Regions from separate parts of the Mus musculus genome. Here regions 1, 2 and 4 are each linked to region 3. Evidence: chromatin contacts called from public Hi-C, HiChIP or PLAC-seq and promoter capture Hi-C data. All regions are on one chromosome and are shown on one strand. The core of a region is the stretch at or near the end of the contact, and the rest is flanking DNA. Distances in the headings are between cores, read along the strand shown. Region 1 overlaps Rgs10 (regulator of G-protein signalling 10). Region 2 holds the start of Mcmbp (minichromosome maintenance complex binding protein). Region 3 holds the start of Inpp5f (inositol polyphosphate-5-phosphatase F). Region 4 holds the start of Rgs10 (regulator of G-protein signalling 10).

The links. Promoter capture Hi-C pulls out the DNA fragments that hold promoters and counts their contacts. Hi-C and Micro-C count contacts between places; a contact is called where the count stands out from the background. HiChIP or PLAC-seq counts read pairs in DNA pulled down with a chosen protein or histone mark.
Region 1: an H3K27ac HiChIP or PLAC-seq map of thymic regulatory T cells shows a contact between it and region 3, with 5 times the contacts expected there. The contact joins the enhancer-like site here to the promoter of Inpp5f in region 3. A contact is called at or near these places in 3 of 39 promoter capture datasets (fetal liver, maxillary cranial neural crest and pre-B cells), 6 of 484 Hi-C or Micro-C datasets (CD4 T cells, CD8 T cells, bone marrow-derived macrophages and 1 more), 15 of 115 datasets of contacts at active chromatin or transcription factors (the 230-238 cell line, CD8 T cells, T-cell acute lymphoblastic leukemia and 9 more) and 3 of 9 other capture datasets (adipose tissue, embryonic stem cells and liver).
Region 2: a contact with region 3 is called in a Hi-C map of rod photoreceptor, with 3 times the contacts expected there. The contact joins the promoter of Mcmbp here to the promoter of Inpp5f in region 3. A contact is called at or near these places in 4 of 484 Hi-C or Micro-C datasets (embryonic stem cells, nephron progenitors, rod photoreceptor and 1 more), 5 of 115 datasets of contacts at active chromatin or transcription factors (effector CD8 T cells, embryonic stem cells, memory CD8 T cells and 2 more) and 2 of 9 other capture datasets (adipose tissue and liver).
Region 4: a contact with region 3 is called in a promoter capture Hi-C map of hematopoietic stem and progenitor cells, with 4 times the contacts expected there. The contact joins the promoter of Rgs10 here to the promoter of Inpp5f in region 3. A contact is called at or near these places in 17 of 39 promoter capture datasets (the 3T3-L1 cell line, the C10 cell line, the HPC-7 cell line and 13 more), 2 of 484 Hi-C or Micro-C datasets (embryonic fibroblasts and embryonic stem cells), 5 of 115 datasets of contacts at active chromatin or transcription factors (the 230-238 cell line, bone marrow-derived macrophages, embryonic limb bud and 2 more) and 2 of 9 other capture datasets (adipose tissue and liver).

What each region holds. Positions count from the first base shown.
Region 1 is chr7:128,375,276-128,377,975 of GRCm38.p6, forward strand. The region is part of intron 4 of Rgs10 (regulator of G-protein signalling 10); the gene reads right to left. Among named protein-coding and RNA genes, the nearest start is that of Gm39092, 9.6 kb to the left of the region's middle. Within about 2 kb of position 1,331, at least 26 of the 459 cell types and tissues checked have an H3K27ac peak or open chromatin away from gene starts, as enhancers often do. A contact at or near this core is called in the 230-238 cell line, CD8 T cells, regulatory T cells and 2 more, where this site is marked.
Region 2 is chr7:128,739,068-128,741,767 of GRCm38.p6, forward strand. Mcmbp (minichromosome maintenance complex binding protein) reads right to left here and starts at 1,362. Exons shown (of 16, transcript NM_145955.3): 1 at 1,066-1,362. The coding sequence starts at 1,123.
Region 3 is chr7:128,610,039-128,612,738 of GRCm38.p6, forward strand. It overlaps Inpp5f (inositol polyphosphate-5-phosphatase F), which reads left to right and starts at 1,327. Exons shown (of 20, transcript NM_178641.5): 1 at 1,327-1,653. The coding sequence starts at 1,557.
Region 4 is chr7:128,416,785-128,419,484 of GRCm38.p6, forward strand. Rgs10 (regulator of G-protein signalling 10) reads right to left here and starts at 1,388. Exons shown (of 5, transcript NM_026418.2): 1 at 1,282-1,388. The coding sequence starts at 1,330.

The DNA of each region.
Region 1 (2,700 bases), core at 81-2,580, 230 kb before region 3:
AAGGAAGGAAGGAAGGAAGGAAGGGCACATTTCCTCCTGATGTATAGAATCGTCTTTTCAAGACATAGTCAAGTCTCTCTCTATGTCACCATCTCTGTCTCTGTCTGTCTTTCCTTCATATTAAAGGGCCACAAGGCACACCAGGGTGCCTTCCAGTGCAGCACAGCTCATGGCTTGCTGAGTGAAAAACTCCAAGATGCCACTCACTGTCAGGCAGGGTTGTCACGTAGGTGGTAAAATCTTGACATCTTTTAAACATGCTTTCTCCCAACACACACATGAGCTGGGGCCTTGGGATGTCTGCTCAGGAGATGGGAGGTTCCTCCAGAAAGAATAGAAGCTACTTTCCTTCGCCTCCATGCTCCCAAGAGGGCCCAGGAAACATCTGGCGCATCGGGCTGCGCATAGACTGTTCAATCGGAGCCATTCCCCTGTGCCCACCAGGCCCCTAGAGACAGTCCTGTCTCACCCAAGCTCTGGGGAAGTTACCTATTTTGTATTAATTTTGTAATCTTTAAGAGGTAAGCATAACTTACTAAGGCTTGGACACATCACTTTTTAACAAAACATAACACCTCCGAAATTAATATATATATATATATATATATATATATATATATATATATATATATATCAGCAGGGTGAGGAGGGTAAGGATAAGAGACACCATTCTCCTCGCTAGGCTTCTCACAAATGTCCTAAGCAGGTATCACCGCCCTTCACCATCAGGCATCCTTCAGTCTTTCAAGTGCATGGACCCCCAAGGGGCTCTTACCTGTGCCTACCTGGCTCAGAATCCAGAACAAATGCTCCAGGTGTGACTAGCAGAGCCAACTCTATGAAGGCCTTTCCTGGCAAGTAGTCCTGTCCTGTCCCCCCCTACCACCACCACTTCCTCCAGGTCCCTATGCAGCCTATATACCTCCCTGCCCCCCCTTGCGTACTTCCTCAGGTCCGTGGCAAACCCAACCAGCACCAGGAGCAGGGGTAGGGCCTCTCGTCTGAAGTGTCTGTGAGTGGGAGAGGAGTATCCTGTTTGCCTTCTGTGACGCTGAGGCTCACACCTCAGAGAGAAGAGAAGGGCTGTATTGGGGCACCCAGGGCATGCGGAGGTGGGAGACTGAATCTGGACTGCTGCTTCATTGGGAGATGGGAGCCTTCATCCAGAGGCTCTTCTTGCCTCTTGCCAACTCAGCTCTTGGATGTAAACTAGTTGACTTTTCTTTTAAAAGGTATTTATGGGCTGGAGAGACGGCTCAGCAATTAAGAGCACTTGTCGCTCTTGCAGAGGGCCCAGTTTCAATTCCCAGCACCCACGTGGTAACTCACAATGAAGTGTTTGTCTCATTATCGTGGGTTTGGGTGGAGGAGACCTGAGTATGGGTGCACATGTACCTACGTCAGAGGGGAGCTAGTTCGCTTCTTCCACCACAGGATCCAAGGATCCAACTTAAGTTTGTGTTGCAACCTACTGAGTCATTTTGCTGTCCCCACCACACAGTTTATCAAGGGCACAGGGCCATTCCCTGTGCTGTACAGGTATAAAATATCCAGCCTGCCCCAAAGTCCTTAGGCTGTGGTGTCCAGATGTCTGGCTCTCATCACCTCTAGGTGCCAGAGGGACTGGGAAGCAGCTGTGGGCAGCAGGCCCAGGAAGACTTCATCTTCCTGGATGTCCACAGCCCTGTGGCTCTGCATGGGATCCAGAGAGCAGCTTCTCACCGCTGCTGGCAAAGGTATGAGCGTAAGAGTGTACGGCCCTGGGAATGTCCATCATAGAGCTAGCCCTTCGTAGGTGATGTACAACAAGGTGTCAGAGAGCATGCAGAAACTATGAATCCTTCCAAAGCTACTGACCACCACTGGGCAAAAGCCACGGAGGAACCTGGCATGTGTTTCCCATGTGTTCTGCAGACATTCACGCGAAGACCAACATCGCTGAGAGGTCTGTGACCACACACTCCAGTCATCCGATAGAGCATTCTCCCATGACACTATCACAAGGCCCTGGGGACTGTGGTTTCACTGAGGAGGAAAACAGGGTCCTGTGGCTAGTGCTTGCTGAATGGCAAGGGCTGCCCCGCTCTGTCTGGCAAAACAGAACCACAGACAACTTTCCCTCATAGTTTCAGAGGCCAGATTCTGAGGTCAAGCTACCAGCGGACTGACTTCTTCCAGGGTGTCTCTCGGTGTCACAAGGTCATCCCTGTGAATGTCTTACGAGAACATACATCAAGGGCCCGCAAGATGGCCCAGCAGGTGAAGTTCGGATGAGGGTAGTTGTTGTAAGAGCCCGGTAACTAGAACTTGATTTCCAGAATTCACATAAAACATGGACGGAGAGAGACAACTCCTCAGAGGTGTCCTCTGACCACCACATGCATATTGTCTCTTTCATACACGTACACAACACACATGCACCCACACATATGCACACATACACACAGAACACACATACACTACTGAAAAAAAAAAAAAAAAACACTTGTCACTTTGGATCAGGGCCCACTCATATGAGCTTGTTTAACGTAATTATCCTTTCTTAGTCCCTGTCTCCAGACACAGCCACATTCCAGGTACAGTAAGTGAGGATCTCCACGTATGAAGTGGGGCAGGAGAAGGACATAAGGGACAGACAGGAGGCCAAGCCCGGCAGGCTGCTTCTCCATCCTATACACCTAACCAGCTGTATGACTCTTG
Region 2 (2,700 bases), core at 112-2,611, 130 kb after region 3:
TGATAACCACCCTAGATGGCTAGGTTTGAATCTGCCTCTTTCCACCTGCACTGTACTCAGACCATTCATCAGGCCAGGCACACATTCTACTACTGAGCTATAATACCCCAAGCCCGTGGTTTACTCTTTCGCGGGCTTGCACACCCCTGCCCCTGTTGAAGACACTGTGTGTTCACTGGCTATATAATCGTCATGTCTACCCAGCCCTTCTATCTGCCGGCTTTAGTTTCACCCTGGGAAACTACCTGATTAGTTAGAATTCTAGGTAAAATGAATCCGATCCGGTGGGAGCGTTACTACAGAAAACACATTCCACGGAGACCGGTGGCACAGGCCAGTCATTAAACGCACCGAAATCTGGGATGCGCGTGGGAATCGGAGGTCTGGTTAACCAAAAAAAGCAACGATGACAATTACACCTAGAATTTACTCAGCTTGCCTACAGCACTCTCGGCTCCCGTTCTGTGGCAACTCATCTAAGTAGTTGAGTATTTCTAGCTAGCCCTGGTACGGGAACAGGTAACAGAGCAGACGGGTTCTAATGTCAACAGGGCAGGAAGAATAATTTAAAAAAAAAAAAAAAAAAAAAAGAAGAAGCATTCTCCCGGATGTCAAGGGAAACAGAGAGAACTTCTGAGCGAAGGCTCGAGCACTCCCTTACACACCCCGGAAGTTTTGAAATATCCCGCAGGCTCCCACAGGCAGTGGCTTCTCTCCGCGGCCGCTCTAAGGGCCCTCCGTGGGCAAGGGGACCTCTCCGTGTCTGCAGCACCCGGGCTACGTAGGCCACCGGCCCGGAGCCAGGCCGTCAATCACAGCTAGCGCTCGGAGCCGCGGCCCCGCCGCCAGCGAGCCGCGGCCGGGCAGCGGGCAGGTGACGGGAGGCGGCGGCGGCGCCAGCGCCGGCGGCCGGAGACGGCTGCTTCTGCTCGGCTTCCAGGCCCGGGGCCACGCGAGCCCTCGGCAGTGATTCCCCCGGCCCGTCGTCCGGAGTGCGGCCGCGCGGCGGGCCTGGTCCCGCAAACTCCGCTCCCCTCCCGGCCCTGCTCGCCACGCGCCACTCACCGAAGAAGCCTTGCACGATCCCGAGCGGGTGGCTCAGCCAATCTTCTCCACAGGGCATGGCGCTGAGGGCCGGGGCCAGCGCGGCCCGTGCGGCGGGCGCTCCTCTGCGGGCCGAGCGCGCTCGGAGCCCGGCTTCTCGGGGGCTCGGCCGCTCCTCGTCCGCGCCCTCCCACGCGCGGGGGCGTCGCGAGCCACGGGCCTCCGCGCGTCTCAAGGAGAGGTGGCTGCGGTGACGGGCACGAGCGCCTCGGAGCTGCTGGCCAGCGGCCGGAGGGGTGGGGGGGAGACCGTCCTAGCCTCCACTTCTCACAATGGCGGGAAATCGCGGCCACCGACCGCGCTGCCAGCGACCTGGGTGGAGCTCGAGGAGGAGGGGCGGCGGGAGCGTGCTGCGCACTCCCGGAGGGGAGGGAGTGGGCGGGGCGGACGGCCATTTTGGAGACGGAGACAGGTCGGGCAATCCCGGGGCCGCCATCTTGGAGATGGGCAGAGGAGCGCGTCTGTGCTTGGTATAGTGGTCCCTGTGTGCGCGCCTGGTGGCAAACTCCATCAGGGTGCTTCATTGGCTCAAAGTTTGAGTCCTTGCACCTGGACCAAAAAGACGCACGTTCTGCCAACTTCAAGAGTCATCTCTAAGCAAAATTAAAGGTTGAAATTCTATTTGGTGTCTGATCATCTGATCCCCTTGTGCCTCTTGTTTCTGGTGGTAGAACTCTTCTAAGGTGCCCTGCCCAAAGTCCTGTATAAGATTTGCCCCCAGCTCAGTGAGTTCTTCCTGAACGATTTAATCAAGGAGGTTGTGTAGCCTTTGTGGGCATCTCAATATGGCCAAGGAACTGGCAAGTGCTCAGAACTCTCTCCTAGCCCAGCCTTTAGCTTCTAACCTCAAAACACCCAAATGATCTCTGCTTCCAACCTGGCAACTAGGGAGCTATGACAAGATTCCTATACAGCATACAGATCAGAACACTCTTACAGGGCAGACCCTGAAGGGCCTAGAGAATTTAGGAACTGTCAAGTTTTCATAGAGAAGACATTTTCCCTAGAAATGGGATATACCTCAGAAAACCCTGATTTCATCATCTATACCTACTCGGCTGTAAAAAGGTAGTGGTGATCTGAATGTAATCTAGAAAGTATATAGCTGAAGAATAAGAACTTCTTGGTGGCAGAACACTTGCCTGTCATGCAAGCCCTAGCAAGGGATCAAACAGAGAGAGATGGCGACAGATGAACAGAGACAGCTATGACCAAACCCAGAAACCTCTGTAGTTCAGAAGGAAAAGGGAACCAAACCTGCCCTTCTGCCTTTGTTGGTCCCCTGGAGGGAACGTATCCTTAAATCATAGCACTTGGGATATAGTCAAGGAAGGTCAGGAGTTCATAGCCAGCCTTGGCTACACACTGAATTTGAGGCCAGCCTGAGCTACCTATATATGACCCCGTCTCAAAAACAAATAGATAAAAATTAAGAGCTCCACAGTGGTGGCCCATGCCTTTAATCCTATCACTCAGGAGGCAGAAGCAGGAAGATCTCTGAGTTTGATGCCAGTCTGGTCTACACAGCGTGTTCTAGGACAGCCAGGGATACACAGGTTTTCAAGAAACCCTGTCTTGAAAGAAAAATTAAGTTTG
Region 3 (2,700 bases), core at 77-2,576:
GAATGTGGGCGCGGCTCCCAACACAGCAGCACCACCACCAGCAGCACCACCACCAGCAGCAGCAGCACCACCATTTACTTTATATTTATGAACCTGTGCACTACACCCATACAGGAACAGAGGTCAGAAGAGGTGTCTCATCACAGTTGGTTGTGAGCTGCCCTGGAGGTGCTGGGAACTGAACCGGAGGTCCTCTGCAAAAGTAGCAAAGTACTCTTGAGCCACCCAGCTCCGGTGGTTAGGCCTCTTTTTTTTTTTTTTTTTTTTAAAGATTGCTTTAAAGGAAGACAGGAACATACAGAATTGGGAGTCTAAGAGTGTAGTAAAGGTCACGAATTCAATCAGTAGAGACTAAAATTGTCCCAAGATCACACAGAACAAGACAGACCCAAAGTCTGGAGACTGGGAGATAGGTCTAGAACTGGAAGCTTTTTCTCCTAAATCTTTCTGGTTCAGATTGACACCTGGCCATTTTACCATCTCTGAGTGACGTCCCTTTTACTGACTTCCTGTAGGCCGGCTTCTCAGACTTTGCTGTACCTTCTCCTCACTAGCCCAGCTAACTCTAAGTGTGTATTCTGTGGAGACACATCTCCACTAATGTGCATTTACTAAATGATTATTGGTGTCCAGGTTCTAATAGGAAATGCCAAAACAGAGCGGCCTCTGCTCAGCCGAGTGCTAACTTGGGGTAGAACCCTGGAGACAACCATGGCTGTACTTCTGGGCTTGGTTTGGTCTTTGCTCAGACTAGGGGTAAATGTACTCCGAGGAGGAAGGAATGTCAGGTGGATTCGGGGACTTGACCAGACTTTTCTAGGAGCTAATGGAAGGAATGAAGGACTGGCTTGCACATCAGGGAAAGATCAAGAAATGGCTGCATAAAGGGCGTCGAGCCAGTATAACCAGACTTAGGCTCAGGGCCTGCCTGAGGTCGCAGCTGGTAAGGCCGGCGAGTGGGAGAGGCAGAGGAGTAGAGGCTATAGACAGAGAGGGAGGAACTGAAAGAGGTGCGGCGAGAGCTGAAAGGAGAAAGAGGATTGAGACACAGGCTGGGAGAGGGCTGAGCCAGAAACTCGTGGGCGGGACCAGGGCGGGGCCTAGGAGGGCTTTCGGAGAACTACAGAGGGAGGCGGAGTCGGAAGGTCGGAGGAGGAGCCTGAGCAAGGGCGGAGCCTAAGGGAGAGGGGAGGAACTATAGGAGGGAAAGTTGCACGCTGAGGGGAGGAACCTGGGAGGAGGCGGAGTCTAGAGGGAGCCAGGATGAACTGTAGGAGGTGGAGTCTCAGGATAGGGGGCGGAGCCTAGGTACAGGAGTTGTGGGGGGAGGGGGAAAAGGCCTCCCGGGCCTCGGCCGCCCAAGCGTGTTCTTGGCCCGCGGGTCAGGCCCCCGAGTGCTTCCCCACTCTGTTCTTCCGTGGGCTGGGTCCTCGGAGTCTCCTTGAGGCACGGACTCTGGTGGTCTCGGTGGAGGAGGACTCCAGCATCGCTCCAGGGCGGGCCGCTGCCGTGCCTGGGCCGGGGGACCGCCGCCTCCCGGAGCGCGTGGGGCCGGCATGGAGCTCTTTCAGGCTAAGGACCACTACATCCTGCAGCAGGGCGAGCGTGCCCTGTGGTGCAGCCGGCGCGACGGCGGCCTGCAGCTCCGACCGGGTGAGGCGCGCGGCGCGGGCTGGGTGGGGCGCGCGGGCCAGCTGGAGCGCGGGGGGCGCGGCCCGGCCCCTCCGGCCCCGGGATCGCGAGGCTGGGCGGGACGCTTGGGGATGTCAGCGCTAGTCCTGAGGGGAGCGGCCGCCGCTTCGGGGAGTCCTCCTGCCTCAGGGAGGCGGGGAAGGCCGGTCACCCCCTTTAGTGCACCTCTTCCAGTATCTGGGGCCTGGGGTGCGGGGATAGGGTCCCTTATGAACCCCTCGTAGGCCTCCACCTGCAGCGTCTTCTCACGGTCCAGCGTGGGAAGTTCTGGGTTCCAGTCCCATCAGTTCAGTGGAACCTAATGCGGGACACTCCTTCTTGACATCCTTGAGTTGTTCCCGGTCACTTATTAAAGAGTGACTTCAGGACGGTTACCTCACAGGACTTGATCGAAAACTAGTGTATGAATTGCCATTTTCAAGAAGAAGTCGTGTTGGATGTCTGTCACACACAGTTAGGAGAGGTCAAAGTCTCCAGCCATCAGTTTGCTTTAGAAAACTTTGTTTGCAGTTAGTTGGCTTAAATAGTAGCTCCTGTTCTCAGACAGCTGCGGTCAGTTATCGCTCGGAGGAGTTTGGGCAGCTTCTACTTAGTTCTCCAGTGCTTTTTTCCTTCATTGGTCAACACTTTTTTACTTTAGGAAAAGTGAGACTGGAACTCTTGAACGAGCCACGGCATTGGACGTTTTCCTGCGTTCTTTGAGTACATCCAGTAGAATAACTTCAAGGGAGCTTTTTAGGTCATCCTGTTACCTCTTATGGGATGGCTTCTGAGGACAGGTCCTTTCGTGTCTTAGTGCCAATCCCCACAGCAGCCTGAAAGAGTAGGGTCAGGATCTTCTTTCTCAGGTGAGGAGAGAAGTGTGAGATCCCAGAAAGTGGAGCGGTTTGGTGACACTTTTCATCAGTGTCCATTGTGTCCTTACGGAGACCTGCAAAGTTACTCTGCTAGAGCGGTGAAGAACAACTTTTTTTCTTCTTCAGAAATATGGCTCTGGTTGTATTTTCT
Region 4 (2,700 bases), core at 138-2,637, 190 kb before region 3:
AGATGCCCTGAACATTTAGCAATTGGTTCTTGCAAGCTACACTGAGCCAGCACCAGCACAGCTCTGCGGCACAGAAAGGTCCAAGGACATTCATTATTCAGTGTGGCGGAGTGGCAGAGTCAAGGTTGGAGTTTAACTCCGGTGCCTAGAATCTGACCACCACTCAGTGTCAGCCATCAGCATCACAAGGGAATGTGACCACTCGGGAACACTAATGGAGCATTTCAACGCATATTAAGACAACAGTGCAAACTCTTTACAATAACTCTATGGAATCTGACTTTAGTGGGGTTGTCTTAAATAATTAATGAAATGATTTGCATGTGGCTGATGGGGGGGGGGGAGTCTCCAATTAAGCACTTAAAGCTACCCTTTGCACATCCCCAGTCACAAAGAAGTTGCACAGCTGTCGAGTGGTGGCCAAGGGATTGGGTCTATGTCTGATTGCAGCCGCTTAACCACGTTTGATATTTACGTGAAAAGAGGAAACCGGCTAAAGCGTAGTGAATCTCTGGGCGACAGAAAAGCAAGCCTTTGAACCCCGAACCCAGAGTCAAGCAAATAAACCTACGTTTAAAAAAATCCATCAGCTAAGAGTAGAGCAGGTTACCCAACACCCTGGCTTTAGAGCCCCACCCCTCCGACGCGGCTGCTCTAATGGTGAAGACAAGAGAAAGCACACAAGGTGTCAACACAGCTCCTGGCCACAACCTAAGCCATCAAAGAGTGTTAGGTGTTATTAAGAACAAAAAGGATGGCACGATTCAAATCACCATTTCTGCACCGTGGGTTCTTTGTCTTGCCAAGTTGCCCCAAACTGTGGGTCAGGCAGGTTCAGGGGGAAAAACAAAGTGACTCCCCCGCCGTGTCACACAAGTTCCTCCCCCGCCCTGGTGTGCAGCCACCTTGGGACTCCACTTTTTTTGGCGCCGCGGGGCCGGCCACTCCGGGGATGCAGAGGTCCGGCGGAGCATCCTTCCCATTCCGCCCGAGAAAGAGGCTGCACGCAGGAGGGAAGCCTGGCTTCCCACGCTGCCTCGGAGTGAGGGGCTGTTAATGTGTCTCCCGTGGTTCCCAGACCTTCTCTAGAAAGAAAGCTGCTCTGACTCCCGCTTCAAGCCCAACTTCCTCCCCGGGCGGCTCCCCGGCTCTGCGCTCCCGCCGCGGCTGGGACAGAGCGAGCGGGGAGGAGCGCGGCTGCTGTCCGGGCGGCACAGCGAGCCGCGCCAGGGGACCCGGCGACCCCGTCCTTCCCGCGCCCAAGCGCCCGCAACCGCTTACCAGACGGCGGCCGCTTCCTGCTCAGTCGGCTCACGGCGCGGGTGAACATCGCCGCGGGCGTCCAGAGGACGGAGCAGCCGGGCAGCGCGGCGGCTAAGCCCGAAGAGGGCAAGGAGGAGGAGGAGCCCGCGCGACGCCGCCCCTCCAGGCTCCGCCCGCCGCCTCCTCCCCGCCGCGCTCCCCTCTCCCTGCCCACCCGCGCCCGTGGGCACTGGGTCCAGCCCTCAGTTACCCGCGCAGGGCAGGGCGCGGTGGCCCCGGGTGACCCTCAGCTCCCGCGCACATCCCGGTCCCTCCCCTCGCGGCCTGGAGACATACAGCGTTCGGTGTCCCTGCCAGGCCCGAGTCACCTCCCAGATCGCCCCCGGGTCTACCCGATTCCGTGGGCGCGCGGCCTGCTCACGCCGCGAATGCCCGGGAGGCGTCACCAGAGTCCCGAGCCAAGCCGCCGCGAGTGGGCGCCCACTCTGGCCCACGCCACGCCTGTGCCGGGGCTTCCAAGCCCCGGGACAAACCTCGGAGAACGCTGTCTGGAGCCTCTGCGGTTTCAGAGTGGATCTGAGCGCGCCAGCACATTTTTTAACTTGGACGACACTTGGGTGCAGTCTCAGGAGAACCTTTGCGCTCAACTACCGGAATCCTGTAGATCCCAGCGCCGGGCTCAACGCTCCTCCTGGTGCCAGTCACCTGCTCAGCGCCGCGCTCCACGCTCATCTAGTTTCCCATTTCTTTTTACCAAACAGCCCAAGAGGGGGGTGTCGTTAGCCCCATTTTCTTGAGCATTCGGTTTGCAAGGAATTGTCTTTCTGGCGAGTTTTATTTTTCTCCTTGTGGGTCTGGCTTTGTCTCGAAATTGGTCTTTATTTTTAGCTGTGCTAATTGCTATTTTTCTAAACCATTCCCCAGTCGCCCCCCCAACCCCCCGCGCGCGTTCTTTCGCAGGATTTTCACTAGTTGGCACTTTCCTTTATATCTTCTATTCTGAGCTTCCCATTTTGCTCTATTTTCCTCCCTTTTTGTCCACCCTGCAGTCCCAACGCCACCTCAGCCCTGGCCCTCTGTGGTTATTCACCATCTCTCTGCCTACCCTTCCCCACTCCATCATTTCCAAACACGGCCATTTGTGCTATCCAAAGAGGATGTTCCGTCCCCTGAAGGCTGCAGAGGTCTTCAGCTGCGGCTTGCAGGTGAGCACCATCAGTGTGGCTTCCAAGCCGGGGTTTCTGAATGTCTCCAGCTGCTATTGCCGCCCGCCCCCCCCCCAAGCTTCCTGGCCATTGAAATAGCTCTTGGGTCATAGGCTCTGTAAAAGCTGAGCCTAAACCGACACAGACACAGACATAATGGTGCTCTCCTTTAATCCCAGCAACCCCAGCACTCCGGAGGCAGAAGCAGGAAGATTCTTTGAGTTAGAGGACA